2 separate regions of the Mus musculus genome follow, and region 2 is linked to region 1. Evidence: chromatin contacts called from public HiChIP or PLAC-seq data. All regions are on one chromosome and are shown on one strand. The core of a region is the stretch at or near the end of the contact, and the rest is flanking DNA. Distances in the headings are between cores, read along the strand shown. Region 1 has its middle 43 kb from the start of Gm40145. Region 2 holds the start of Ugt8a (UDP galactosyltransferase 8A).

The links. HiChIP or PLAC-seq counts read pairs in DNA pulled down with a chosen protein or histone mark.
Region 2: a contact with region 1 is called in an H3K27ac HiChIP or PLAC-seq map of oligodendrocyte precursor cells, with 2.1 times the contacts expected there. The contact joins the promoter of Ugt8a here to the enhancer-like site in region 1. A contact is called at or near these places in 3 of 484 Hi-C or Micro-C datasets (brain, cortical glia and nephron progenitors), 2 of 115 datasets of contacts at active chromatin or transcription factors (neural progenitor cells and oligodendrocyte precursor cells) and 1 of 9 other capture datasets (pancreatic islet).

What each region holds. Positions count from the first base shown.
Region 1 is chr3:125,853,914-125,858,689 of GRCm38.p6, forward strand. No RefSeq gene overlaps it. Among named protein-coding and RNA genes, the nearest start is that of Gm40145, 43 kb to the right of the region's middle. Within about 2 kb of position 1,973, at least 14 of the 459 cell types and tissues checked have an H3K27ac peak or open chromatin away from gene starts, as enhancers often do. A contact at or near this core is called in oligodendrocyte precursor cells, where this site is marked.
Region 2 is chr3:125,937,269-125,941,940 of GRCm38.p6, forward strand. Ugt8a (UDP galactosyltransferase 8A) reads right to left here and starts at 1,384. Exons shown (of 6, transcript NM_011674.5): 1 at 1,185-1,384.

The DNA.
Region 1 (4,776 bases), core at 723-3,222:
CATCAGTCCAAAACAAAGTAGAAGGCAAGGATGGACATTTAGTTATTCTATGACATCCACATTCACATGCATTTGTGGCACGTGTCCAGCTGCACGTGCATACACGCACACACATCACTTTCTTTTAAAGGCAGAATGATGTAGAGATGGAAAAGGTTAGGGGAACCAAGGTGAAAGGTGTTTACCAGCATTGTGGATTGTTTACTGGTATTGTGCAGTGTATACAGTTATTGTGGGTTATTTATTGCCAGGCATTTGTAGTCCAGCACGTTTTCAATTCTTTATCTGAAGCTCTATCCCAATAATCCTCATTGGTATTCCAGAATCCCTTCTGGATCTTTCTTCTTGGATGACTTGATGATTCCACCATTCTAAACAATTGCAAAGAGGAATCTCAATCGTGAGTGATTTGGGCTCAGGAATCTAATGTACATGTTGTTATTTTGTTGTTGTAGATTACATTTTCACTGGTACTGTAATGAAGAAGACAAATGTACATAGAAGGAATACATTCACATTGGCACCATCATTCTCAGCAAGCAATAGATCATCAGCAGATATTAATGGAGGGGGACACATAAAAATAAAAACCAAAGAAATTGGTGATGATTTGAAAAAGTTCTGGAAAATAAGAAAAAAGGAGCTTCGGTGGCACAGATAAAATATAAGACTGGCACCAAGCAATAAAGAAAAGGCTCTTGACTCCTGTTTTGTTTGGTTTGGTTTGTATGTAGTCCTGAAGAATGAATGCACCCAGAGACTCAATCACACCAGTCAACTGTTTATCTCAAAGCTACTCTCTGTTTCAGGACTTGCTTTTAGATAGAGCCTTGCATTGGGTTTTTAATTCCTGCCAGAATTGCTTATGAATCCAGATAGTAGCTTGATCTCAGAGAAGGCTGGGCTGATCTAGGATCTGTCTTTTGACTTATGAGTTTGGCAAGACAGTAAAGGCAAGGTTTATGGGTAAAGACAATAGAATTGTTTAAGGAACAAGAGCCCTGATTGTCAAATAAGCAGGTCTTTTCGATTGAATTAAACAAGGGTTTGAGGAGTTGGTATCAATCAGGAGAGGCTGGAAAGATAGGAAGCTGATGTAGAGACTGAGATAGAGCATAGAACTTTTCAGAAATGAAGATTCTGACCTATGAGAAGTAGCAAATTTTGCATAAGGGTGATGGTCAAGAAGAAATAGAGGAAAGCTCAATTGCTTTGACAGCTCCAAGGAAACAAGACCATAATTTGAGCAAGGGGTGCTCAAACTGTTTAGAAGATCTTAAAAGACCCTAATTCAAACTCAATCATGATAAATCTTGGCCAAAGAACTGTCATCATAATAGAATCACTCACCTAGAATCTAACCATTTATTGCAAATTCTATAAAGCAGGCCTGGAAGGAAGTCAGGTGCTTTGTATTTAGGCGATTGTTACTTCTATTTTATTTGTTACTTTATTCCAGAGGATGAAAAAGAAGTTGACAAGCAGAGGATACTTTGATTTTTCTCTTACATAAACACACGTGTTTGAAACTTTTGGAGGGAGAATAAAGAATATAAAAAACACCGTCTTCTTGACAACCCTTTAAGTTACCTTTCATTGCTTAGGCATAAATCTAGTGGTTTTATCTTGGGTTAAGTTACCTGGGGTTGCTCCATTACACTAGCTTCCTAGCTCTACACCTAAAAGCTGCCAAAACTCTCATGTTAATGGAGTTTGGAGTTTATTATAGGATCAAACATAATTACAAATATCAAGATCTATACTTGGGAATTTCCATGGCTGCTCCATCTGTTATCCTAGCATCAACTTCTAGTATAAAAGCCTCTTTCATGTCCTCTCCAAACTATGTCAGAATCTAGAAAAAACAAAAAACAAAAAACCCCTTTCATTCCAAAGGAAGAAGTCCCATTGGCTCTGAGGATATAACAGGCTCAATGAGTTACAGACAACTGAATCCAGCATTGCAAAGGGGGCTACTTAGTAGGCATCTGAACCTAACATTTTCTTAGCTTTTATATCCCAGCTGGTGTTCTCCATCCACCAATGGAATCCTGAATCTGAGAGTCATGACATGATCAGTCAGATGCAGCCAGGCTTGCCTAACTGATGCTTTGCTTTGCACTAGGCTTCCCCAGTTGTGCTGAGGGTGTTTTCCCTGTTCTCCTCCTCCACTCTTTTGGGAAGCGTCTGAAGGTACCTGTGACGTAGAACTTGGGTTTGATGTTTGGATAAGTCGTCTGCTGAAAGAGATTAACAACAACAGAGCAATAACTGTGAAACCCAACCCAAACCTTATAGGAAGAAACAAATTGGAAAATGTGTGAAATTAGTTTTTAAAATAGTTAAGTATGGTTATATGTCCAATCCTATTGGTGTTTTCTGTATAGAAAGTCATTACTATGGTACTTTGTCTTCTACCAAAGATATTATGTAGAGGTTAATGCATTACCAATTACTTCCAGGAAGCTGCAATCTTTCATTTGAATGAATATATATATATATTATTGTGGTGGCACACACCTTTAATTCCAGCATTCAGAAGACTGATGCAGGTGGACCTCTGTGAGTTGGAGGCCAGCCTGGTCTAGAGAGTGTTCTAGGACAGCCAGGGCTACACAGAGAAATCTAGTCTTAAATTTTAAGAACACACATAAACATACATACACACACACACACACACACACACACACACACACACACACACACACACACAGAGAGAGAGAGAGAGAGAGAGAGAGAGAGAGAGAGAGAGAGAGAGAGAGAGAGAGTTTGTAGTCATGATATGAGTGTGGAGGTACCTGGGCATATGCATGTATATAGAAACTAGAGTACTATAGTGCTGTCCTTCCTTCCTTCCTTCCTTCCTTCCTTCCTTCCTTCCTTCCTTCCTTCCTTCCTTCCTTCCTTCCTTTTCCCTTTCTTTCTTTCTTTCTTTCTTTCTTTCTTTCTTTCTTTCTTTCTTTCTTTCTCTCTCTCTCTCTCCCTTTCTTTCTTTCTTTCTTTCTTTCTTTCTTTCTTTCTTTCTTTCTTTCTTTCTTTCTTTCTTTCTTTCTTTCTTATTAGATATTTTCTTTATATACATTTCAAATGCTATCCGGAAAGTCCCCTATACACTCCCTGTGCCCTGCTCCCCTACCCACCCACTCCCGCATCTTGGCCCTGGCATTCCCCTGTATTGGGGTATATAAAGTTTGCAATACCAAGAGGCCTCTCTTCCTAGTGATGGCTGACTAGGCCATCTTCTGCTACATATGCAGCTAGAGATATGAGCTCTGGGGGTACTGGTTAGTTCATATTGTTGTTCCACCTATAGGGTTGCAGAACCCTTCAGCTCCTTGGGTGTTTTCTCTAGCTCCTCCATTGGGGGCCCTGTGTTCCATCCAATAGATGACTGTGAGCATCCACTTCTGTATTTGCCAGGCACTGGCATAGCCTCATACATGACAGCTATAACAGCGTCCCTTCAGCAAAATCTTTCTGGCATTGTGCAATAGGGTTGGGTTTGGTGGCTGATTATGGGATGGATTCCTGGGTGTGGATACAGAAAATGTGGTACATTTACACAATGGAGTACTACTCAGCAATTAAAAACAATGGATTTATGAAATTCTTGGACAAATGGAGGTACCTGGAGGATATCATCCTTAGTGTGGCAACCCAATCACAAAAGAAGTCATTAGATATGCACTCACTGATAAGTGGATATTAGCCCAGAAACATAGAACACCCAAGATACAATTTGCAAAACACAAGAAAATCAAGAAGAGGGAAGACCAATGGGTGGATACATCATTCCTCCTTAGAATAGGGAACAAAATACCCATGAAAGGAGTTTCAGAGACAAAGTTTGGAGTTAGTTCTCTATTTTTACCTGTATGGGGTTTCTAAGGGTTGAACTCAAGTTATCAAGAGGTTTGTACAAGAGTGCCTTTACAAACTAAATCATCTCAGTGGCCTTGTTTTGATTTTTGAGTCAGGCTCTCTTTATTCAGTCCAGACTGGCTTTGGCTTGACCTTCAGCTATCAGTTTTCAAAGTGCTGAGTCTGTAGGTACCAAACAGGAGCCAGCATGATCTCCTAATGTCACTGTTATTCTTGAACCTGGTGGCTATCAATATTCCTAGGTATTTTATTATGGATATGTTAAATGGGGGAAAAGTTTCATAAATTTGGTTTTCTGTCTGGGAATATAACTCAGTTGGTAGATTATTTGCCTATCATGCAAGAGACCCTTTTCGGTTTCCAACTCTATAAAATTTTCGTAGTATTGGTACATACCTGTAATCATAGGTCTAAGGAGGCAGAGGCAGGGGATGAGAATTCAAGGTCCTTTTAAGTTACTTAATGTGTTTGAGGCCAGCCAGGGCTATGTGAGACATTAAAAAATTGCTTTTGTTGAAATGCTTACATTACCAAAATCTACTCTTCCATATACTCAAATGAAACAAGCAAACAAACCAAAAAACACCTCTTATCTTTTTTTTTTTTTTTGCACTAGCTAAGGTGCTATAGACAATATTATTTTTGCAGTTTTCATAAACCCAGAACAAGTAAATGTGTTATCTTTTGTTAATCCAGTGTAGATTGAGTAAACGACATTTATGCAAACTTAGCCTATAATTCAAGAAAGTCGATACCAACAGTCTTTAAACATTATATGACATATGACCAGGAATGGACATAGACACCAAAACTGAGTCTCCTAGGGAAAGTTACTGAGTAGCTTGTGTAAGGCTGAATGGTGAAGAAACAAAGCCAAAAGGCATGTTGAAGTCC
Region 2 (4,672 bases), core at 134-2,633, 83 kb after region 1:
GCTCATGGGTTAGTAAGCCTGCATTCAAGTGGGTATTTGTTTGGGGGAGGGGGGGAATGTGGCATTATAGATTGAAACAAGGGCATATTTGGCATCTAGCCAAATTGCAGCACATTCCTGTCATAAATTTAAACAAAGTTGTACAATTTGACAGCCTAAGATGATCCATTCCCGCCCTGCGCCCACCCCACCCCCCAAACTTAACTGTTTTTCTTGGAATCTTTTAATAGGGCAGACAGCCTTATGAAATATAAGTCTGTGCCCTGTCTTGACACTGTGTCACAACGGTGGAGGCTCAACAAAGGGTCAGGGTTTCAAAAGTCACCCCTGCCTTCCCTTGTGCTAATTCCTCCCGCAACAGAAGAGTTTCCATCTTTTCTTGAGTTTGGGAGACGCAGAGCACTGCGGTCCCTCCACATGCCCTTCAGAGCTCTAAAAGATGTTGCGCGCCTGGGTACCGCATCTGGGTACTGGGGGAAGCGGTGATCCTGTCCCTAAGTGCTGCAGAGTGGCATGTCCTCGGTATCCAACTTTTGAAACCCTCAAAGCCAATGCCCCGGAGCGCACAGGTCAGGTGCTGACCGGAGACACCTCCGAGCGTCCTTTTTGCCCGGACGCACTGCACCCTGGAGCGCTCAGCGCCGCGCTCACCGCCTGCAAGCCCGCAGCGCCCATCCCGGGCCGCGCCGCTCCTTAGCAGCAGGCGACCGCCCCGCGCGGCCCCCGGCCCGCCAACCCGCCAGCCTCTCCCCTCCTCACCCGGCCCCGCACTCCGGTCCGCCTTGCCCGGGCCACGAGCGACAGTGCTGTCTTCTGTCCACGACTGCGGTCACCGAAAGGTCCCGGGTGCAGGTCCCGGGTGCTCGCGCAGCCGGGGACAGTCCCTTCCCTGCGCAGCCCTCAGGCACTTTCAGACAGAAGGCGGCGAGCCGGAGAGTTCCAGGCGGCCGCCGCAGCCGCCCATCCCTGCCTCAGTCAAGTGCAAGGTCCCGCGTCGGGACCGACGGGCGCCCCCTTGATTCGCTCCCGCCGCAGGGTGACAAGACCGAACTCTCCACAGACCCCAACGCCGGGCGCCTCAGAGGGCGCCGGCGCTCCCTCACCTCGGACAGAGAACAACTGTGCATCCCGGAGCAGCTCCATTCCCCGTCCCCCCACCCCGGCTGCGGGCGCCCGCCGCTTACCGCGTCCTTCGGCTGCCGCGCGGGAGTTGGAGAGCGCCTCTGCCGCCGGACGGGGTCTGTGGAGCGCGCGTCGTCGCCCTCGGAGGCTGGGCGTGAGGGAAGCTGCGGCGCGCCTGCCGGGCTTAAGACGGGCGCTCTAGGGCAGGCGATGCTCCGCGGTGCCCCCCCTCGGGGCCGCAGCGCGCCTGCTCCTCCGCCGGGCCCCGCGCGCCCCGCCCCCTCTCCCCCTCAGCGCGCCACTACTGAGCGGGAGCGCGCCCAGGCCCGCGCGCGCCCCCGGCTTCCCCCCCAACCCCACCCCCCACCCCGCCCGCCCCTCAAGCCGTCTCTCAAACCTCCCTGCCGCGCGCTGCCTCGGCCCAGGACACCGATGCGCACGCGCCTCGACGGCGGCCAGAGATGCTGCGAGGCTGCACCTGCCATCAAAGTCTCCGCTCCAGACGCGCCTGCGCCCAGCCTCCTCCTCCTCTGCTTCGTCCGCTGCTTTTTTTTTTTCCCCCCCTCAGGCACTGGAAAGGAGCGGAGCCTGTAGAGCGCCGCTCGCCCCTTCCACTTCCTGTCGGTTGGCCCGAGAGAGCCGCTCCGTGAGGAGAGCGGTAGGACTGGGGCACACGCCTGCGCACACGTGGAGAGCCCGGAAAACGCCGGCCAGGGGCGCCAGGAAAAAGCCAACCGGAGCTTCTTTTGAAAGGGCCGTTAAAGTTCTGTCTGCTTGGGTCCTAGCTTCCTTATTCTGACTGGAAGTACTCAAGATGGTGTCCAGGTCAAGAAACCAACTTTGCCCAAAGAGCTTGAGGCCTCCGGTACCCCAGACACCGGAAGCCAATCCATCCCTTTAAGTGTCAATGGCAAAGTTACAGTTTCAGAAAATAGGAAAAGTTCCTTTGCTTTTATTCGGAACCCGTTGGGCAGTCTATTCTATACCCACCCCACCCCACCCCCACACACACACCAAACATACATACATACATACATACATACATACATACATACATACATACACACACACACATATACATCATTCAGGTCAAGCCTAAAGTCCAGAATCTGAAAGGTCTCCATGCAAATTTTGTGTTTAAATGTTCAGAGATGAAAACAGGCTGCCATCAATGTTATTTCCTTGCTTCAACTTGAGAGTCACATTTGGGACTTGGACCTCAAAAAAACAAAACAAAACAAAACAAAAAACAAACAAAAAAAAAACCCGGAAATTTCTGTAATGATAAAGGAAAAATATACTCTATATTGTTGTTCTTTTTAAGTCTATTTAACAAATGTAGTGCCCAAAGGTCATACCTATTTCAAAGGAGATAATGCACTTTTCTTCTTTTGTAAGTTGAAATAAGGAGATTAATATAGTTTATTTATTTATTTAAATTGCACTAGAAAAGTGCAAACAAGTATCGAACATAACAGATAATAAAAGTATATGAGCTGATCATGCTGTAATTTTTTTGTAAAACTTGCAGATAATGAAAAACGCATTCAATAATATTTTGTGTAGTTATCTTTTTTTTTTTTTGTATCTACGATCTGGCTATTAGTTGCCTTATTTATCACAACTCAGCACTGCAAGGGCATTCCACAACTTAAGTTTAGTATGACCTTTCATAAATTAGAATTGAATTATGCTTTTGGCTATTAAAGCAAAGAAATTATAAAAATAAAGCTCACTCTCTGTTTTAAAATACTCTAGCAACTGGCACTTAATATGATCAACAGGATGGTTAGATTAAATGAATGATGTTTGATATTTCTTTTCAGAGAAGGGAGCATTGTTTCCATGTTTAATCCATCCTTCAAGTTCCCACTCAAATTAACAGCAAGTGTCCGTACAGTTCAGGTTACAAAATGTTGCACTGGATAACATATTTGTGAAGGAAGTTTCAGCCAGGGTAAATTAAAATTGCCTTGTTATTGTTGCATACTGATAGGCATTTTTCTCTCCTTCAGTGACTCAGATATAGGCCAGATTAGAACAGATCAAAAGTAGATAAAGGTGGGTTTGCTGGAAAGTAGCTCTCAGGTGGGTTCACCCATCTCACAGGTGAAGTCACATCATCTAGGCTAAAGCAAAGCAGGTTTATAGCGATTAGGAGAGGACTGATGTCATGCCAGCCAGGAGCGTTCATAATGGTAAAAACCTGAGCTTCTGGGTGGGCCCTCTTGGGTGGGTTGCCAGAAACTAGAAGTGAAATGATGGAAGTTAGCCTGGTGTTCTCTCCAAGTCAGTAGGAGAAAGGGGAGGCAGGTTCTATGTGGGGCAGGGTTGAGGGAAGGAGGGGAGATGGGATTTCCCAGCCTGTGTAGAGAATAAGCAGGGGTTTTACCCTAACACATACTACATCCATCAACTCATTCTATTATTAATTTTAAGGGCTTGTTATAATTCTAGAGACTTGGACTCACATTATTTCTATGGGAAATATCAATGATTCTAAGAAATAATAACTTAGCTGGTAATCATTAACTATTAACTTTTTGCCACAACTACCGAGAACTGAACTGAGTTTCACTATTCATTAGCAGTGTTTGCAAACTACTGTGTGCCCTGTTTTCTTTACCCATTAAATGACTCTGACATTGGGCTGAAGAGAGGGCTCAGAGGTTAAGAACGTGTCCTGCTCTTGCAGAGGACCTAAGTTTGATTGCCAGCAACCATGTTGGTTGGCACATGGAACTCCAGCTTTATGGAGATCTGATGTCTCTGAGCTCCACGGGGACCTGTCCTCATGTGCACATGCCCCCCAAAATATAATGTACATAATTAAAAATAATAAAAATAAATCTTAAAATGAGTGTGGCAACATCTATCTCATAAAGTTATTGCGAGAAGTACCAAAATAAAATATGAATAAGACAGGACAGAGCTCCTAGCCCTTGGCATTTAATAAATATTAATCTGGTGCTGTCTATCTGTAATTCCAAAAGTTGGAGAATTAATCACCTTTATAAAGCATTCTTTTGTCTCAATAGTACTGGGGATTGCATCTTAGACCTCACACATGATAGGGAAGTGTTCTACCACTGAGCTACAACACCAGCCTGTAGATCAAATTTAATGATTTTTTTTCAAGTCCTGGAAGCAGAACACTAGAGCAGAATATGTTCTTGTAGGTTCTTTAAAATAACTCTGAGTCACTCTTGAGCTAAGTCTTCTTATAGCACACATCCAAGCATATCTTAAAGCCAAATTTTAGATTTGTTTTATTTATCTAGTAGACCAACTTGCATAAAGTTTGATAGGAACTGTACACAATTTATATCCTTAAACTTTGGCAAGGGGTTTCATGGATCCTGACCTTATTTAGAGAGAGAAGGAGCTTACAAGCACTTAAGAAAATAAGTGATTGCATAGGTATAAATTATTTAAGTATAATTAAATATGAGGTGCATCATAAGGAGAAGGGAAGGGAGGAGAGATTAATATGAGCTAGACTTGTTATAAGCAGTTTTGAAAGAGTTTCTTTCTGTCTCAAGGCAAGAAA